2 separate regions of the Mus musculus genome follow, and region 2 is linked to region 1. A link is a contact called in public promoter capture Hi-C data. All regions are on one chromosome and are shown on one strand. The core of a region is the stretch at or near the end of the contact, and the rest is flanking DNA. Distances in the headings are between cores, read along the strand shown.

What was found. Promoter capture Hi-C pulls out the DNA fragments that hold promoters and counts their contacts.
Region 2: a promoter capture Hi-C map of embryonic stem cells shows a contact between it and region 1, with 4 times the contacts expected there. The contact joins the promoter of Ebi3 here to the promoter of Slc5a7 in region 1. A contact is called at or near these places in 2 of 39 promoter capture datasets (the 3T3-L1 cell line and embryonic stem cells).

Annotation. Positions count from the first base shown.
Region 1 is chr17:54,297,770-54,300,324 of GRCm38.p6, reverse strand. It overlaps Slc5a7 (solute carrier family 5 (choline transporter), member 7), which reads left to right and starts at 1,291. Exons shown (of 9, transcript NM_022025.4): 1 at 1,291-1,744.
Region 2 is chr17:55,951,352-55,953,906 of GRCm38.p6, reverse strand. Ebi3 (Epstein-Barr virus induced gene 3) reads right to left here and starts at 1,284. Exons shown (of 5, transcript NM_015766.2): 1 at 979-1,284; 2 at 1-18. The coding sequence starts at 1,045. It also overlaps a transcript of Zfp119b not described here.

The DNA of each region.
Region 1 (2,555 bases), core at 42-2,541:
CCCTGGCTGCACTCCGGATTCTCACCCCTAAGCCCTAGTGATGTTCTGTGAGGACAGCCATCTCTCCTGTCTCTCTGTGCTTGAGTCACACTCTCTGACCTTAGCCCCATAAACTGGCACACTGTCTGAGACACTGCATTCCTGATCCCTGCCCTACTGCAACTGAAATATCTGTGTCATCACCTTAAGGAATATTCCAGAAGGAAAAAAATGTGTATTAATCTGTGGCCTAAGTTCAAAATCAGAAGTTAATTAGAATCAAAAGTAAAAGAAATCCCACCTAAAACACTGAGTGGTTAAATGAATTTCATGTCTGTCTTCTGTTAGTTTCTGTCTGAGCTCAAATAGGGTCTGTTCCATAGATAGATAGATAGATAGATAGATAGATAGATAGATAGATAGATAGATAGATAGATAGCAATTAGCTGGTTACAAACCTTCATTATGACAACTATCCACATAGGCCTCTGCCCTGTCCAGTAACAGGGGAAGTTACTGTTCACACAGAGAACAAAGGAATGGGGAATACAGTTAAAAGAGCCTCTATAAATCCAGTCTAAGATGGGAGCTAGTCTGCAGGTTAGCCTAGAGAGGTGGATAGCAGCTGAGTATGGACTTCACCTCGTTAGCTGTCAGATGCACTGTTTCACTGTTTAATAGACTGGCTCAGTAGATGTAGAAAGAAGTGAGAAAGTGGGCACAAAGCTGAGACTTTATGGCTTTCAATCTTTTCTTTTTCCTCACACCCATTCCATAACACCTCTCCCTGAAACACATTTAAAAGGTTGCAGAAGCAGCCCCCTCTACAATATATTCAACTGTTATAAGATAAAGCCCTTTAAAGACAGGTACAACAGATACATAAGTAATCCTGTCACAGAATACTAGATATGTAGTATGCTAGAAATGTAGTGCTAGATATATATGCATGCAAAAGATCTAAACCTGTTTGAAGTGATAGACTGAGTGCTTTTATAAGCTAGAGTGCTTGGCTTAGCTAGTAGGATGTTTCCTGTGGCTTACACACCAACTTTATTTTAAAGAACTGTGCACCTGTGAGAAAGTTTCATGGTGACCCCAGTTTTAAGTGAAGGGAATATGAATATAAAGCAAAGAGAAATAGGCTGACTAGTCTAAACCTTCCTAACATGTTTCTACAAAAAAACTAGCCAAGAAGGGCTTGAAAGCAACCCCTCTCTGAGGCCAACCAGAGACAGAGACAAGGCCCTTAACTGAGCTTGCATGTGGACACCTCAAGGCGGGGTTTGGAAGCTTCCAGTCTGCATCTGCAAGTGAAATCCTCCAAGTCCATTGCTGTCTTTTGCAACCCAGAAAGATAAAGTGGGCAGGTAGGCTGGGAAATGACCTTTAGTCTGGAGTCCTCCATTCTAGGGTAGCAGACGACTTGACTTGGGATGGGAACATGAACTTGGGCAAGTGCTGGATCTGAGCTTGGCTGTTCCCTCGCACCCCGGGCCACACCAGGGCACAGTCCGCAACTCACGCCCAGCACCACTTTGTTCTGACGTCCTTCTCCAGAGCTCTGACGATCGCCCCCGCCTTCCGCCCTTATAAAGAGACTTTTTCCAATACCCAGATCGATCGCTTCACCCCCTCGGAGTCCTCATCGGGCTCCTTGCCGGAGCCCCCTCCACTCACCTCGAGCCTCCCTCCCTCCGTGTCCCTCACAGCCCGGGGCTCAAGGGGCTCCTGGACCCCTAAAGCAGCTCCGGGTGACGCAAAGGTAAGAGCCCTACGGGAACAAGAGCTAGGGCCACACCCTCGGGGCCGCCCGGGAAGGATCGACTCTGCCTGCTGGGGATGTCCCCTCCGCTCAGTTAAGAAGCACTTGTGGCTCTAGGGGTGCTAGCGACTGTAGGAGTCTGGATTCAGGAGATCCAGAGCTCAGAGGCAAAGGGGAGCAGGGCGCGGGGGAGTTTGGGCGGAGGGGAAATTTGGTGGCTCTGGGCTCACAAAGGCGGAGCCCACCCGGTCCGGGGCGCTCCAGAACATCCCGGAGGTGAGTGCTTGCAGCCAGAACCCGCTTGCAAAGCTCAGACCCCCTCCCACAAAAACTTACGCCTGTGAACTGGGGTGAAGGAAATAGCACTGGTTTGTTCAGTATAAGAGAACAGGAATTCCGTAAGATCAAGCTTTATTTTAAAAGTTGACATCAGTCCTCTTCGTTCGCGTTTTCGTATCTGTGACTGTGGTTTATATATTGCCTTATTTTAAAATCCTCTTCTGTAGAGACCGGGATGATGAGGCGCGGGGTGGGGGTGGGGGTAGGAGTGAGGGTGGGGTGGGGGTGGGGGTGGGGTGGACATGATATGAACTAAGGACAAAGGAAGATTGAGAGATTGAGAGGGTCCTTCTTTTAAACAAGGAAAACATACTTAGTTGTCACAGTAAATTGATTTTAAAAAGGATTTTCCTAGTTTGTTTGTTTGTTTTTGGGGGGGGGGCGTTGTTTTTGTTTTAGTGTTTTTGGAGGGGGTATTCTGGCCAGATATTTTATATTGAGTTACTTTTGGACCTGTTTCCTGAGGTCTGAA
Region 2 (2,555 bases), core at 35-2,534, 1.7 Mb before region 1:
GGCTTAGAGCCACGAGAGCTGGAGGAGACAAAGGAACAGGAGCTTCCGTAGGCCATGTAGGACCTGTTATGCATGGAAGCATGAGCTCCTATACTTACTACAAACCCCAAGGTTCTTAGCTCAATTTCTAGATGAGAAAACTGAGGTTTTTTTGTTTTTTTGTTTTTTTTTTTTTTTGGTTTTTCGAGACAGGGTTTCTCTGTGTAGCCCTGACTGTCCTGGAATTCACTCTGTAGACCAGGCTGGCCTGGAACTCAGAAATCCACCTGCCTCTGCCTCCTAAGTGCTGGGATTAAAGGCGTGTGCCACCACTGCCTGGCCTGAGGTTTTTTTTTTTTTTTCTTCTTTTTTTCTAATTTCCCTTCTCTCCTTTCTCCTTCTCCTCCATCTCCCTCCTCTTCCTTCTTCCTCCTCCTCTTCCTCCTTCTGGAGGGTCTCACATAGCCTAGGCTGGCCTTGAACTGTGGATTCTGAAGAACTCCCTAGACTACCCACACCCCACACTTGTTCTGTTGCTTTAGAAGCAGGTTCCCAAGGGGCCTAGGCTGCCTCCTACCCTGAGTGGATCAGGACATTGGAATCTCTTGATACTTGGCTTCCTCCTATGTGACTGTGGATGACCCTGAACTCCTGAGAGCTTCATGGCAGGTGTGCCCCACTATACCCAGTATTGTCTACATTTCTTTTTCGTTTTCTTTTCTTTTACAGCTGCTGAGTCACAAAGGTGAGGCTTCAGGTTTCGGGTTTCTGAGAGTCAACTGTCTAGCTCCACAAATGTCTAAGTTCAAGGGTGCCTCTGCCTGGATAAATGAGGTTTTGAGGCTTCATGCCTCAGTTTCCCCATCCCTGTAGTAGAAGGAGAACAGGTCCAACGGGTATAGGTGTGAGTTCCCAGCTGATGGTAGATATGACCTTAAACTGAAAGGGAAGGACTAGTTCCCTCCGCCCAGGTGCCCCAGTCCCCCTGTGGTCACCTACCTGTTTCAGTGTAACCAGGGGAGCGGCTGGCCCAGAGGGCAAGTGACAGGAAGAGCAGCTTGGACATGCTCTGTGGCTCTGTTCCTTGGATCCGAGTTAGTGACCCATCAGAGAGAGGGTGAAGGACAGGGGACTCACACAGGGAACCTGGCCCCAGGGAAGGACCTGCCCAGTGTGGCTCAGTTGTCCAGTGTATGGGGCAGGAGATGATGATGGTGACGGGAACCCTGATTCTGTCACCAGCTGCTGTGTGTATGTGTGGGGAAAGGCCTTGAGGTAGAAGGAGGGCCCCAAAAGGGAGAAGTCACTGAGCAGCTTTCCTTCCGGCTGATGGCCAACGGGGAAGCCCCAGGAAGGGGCCTGAGGCACAGGGAGAGGAGGGAACTGAGAGAAACAGAGACAGAATCAGGGAGAGAGAGAGACAGAGACAGAGGGACAGAGAGACAGGGGGACACTGTTCTAGAAACTGGGTAGTGTTCCTCTCACCACTTACAATCTCACCCAAGCTGCATCAGGCCCCAGACAACAAGGAGCAACTACCACCTCCAGGTTGTCCCCAACTCCAGGGACACTGAACTGTGCAAGACACCTGTGCAGAATACCCAAGGAAACCCCCATGGAGAGGCTGAAGTCTCTGGGAACTCCAGGTCACTTGTGTCCCTTCAGCATCAACAGAGCTCAGAACCCTGGGGGATTCAGGGGGTTTGCCTAGAAACAGGGGGGTGGGGAGTGGCAGGAGTAGGAACAGAAAAAGGCATAACAATACTCAGGCTCAGGCATAACAATAGCCATTTGTCATCCTAGCATGTGGGAGGCTGAGATAGAAGGATGTCTGTGATTTTAACTCCAGCCAGATACACAGGGAGACTGCCATCTCAAAATAAAAGAAAAGAAAAAAAGTAAGAAAGGAAAAAATAATAATAGATGAGGGTCTAGGGCCTTGAGTTCAATTTACACACACACACACACACACACACACACACACACACACACACACACACGAACGCTACCACCAAAAGGAAAAAAAAACTCAAAAAACCCCAAGATGAACCAAAGTATTGAAGAAGAGTGAGAGAGTCATCTGTAATTATTTATTCACCTTTTAGCACTGATTGGAAGAGAACCCAAGACCTCAAATACACCATTCCAGCCCCAGCCCCTTCCTGGGGGTATAAAAGAAATAGGATTCACGCCCTGAGCCATAACTCCGTTTCCTGGTTTCTTTAGACATTGCATTGCATTCATACTTATTAACATACCTATGTTTTGGGTCCAGAAGCTCAGACTATGTTTTTAGCCCTCTTTGCCCCATCTTCACCCTTACCCAGTGCTCCAGACTAGTTCCATTTTTCTTGTCAATGAGTTTATACTCCTGGGGGATGGTTGGGGTGTAGGTGACATGTGCAGAGAATTGCAACATCCCAGGTATAGGGTGACAGGACTCAGAAAGTCAGAGTGTAGGGCGCCATTGGCAGAGTCAGCTGGGCACCACTAGTCAGATCCTAAGCTGGTCTCCCAGTCATGCACTCATCATGCACTGAGTGCAATGCTGGGAGCTGGGGGACTCGCCTGAATGA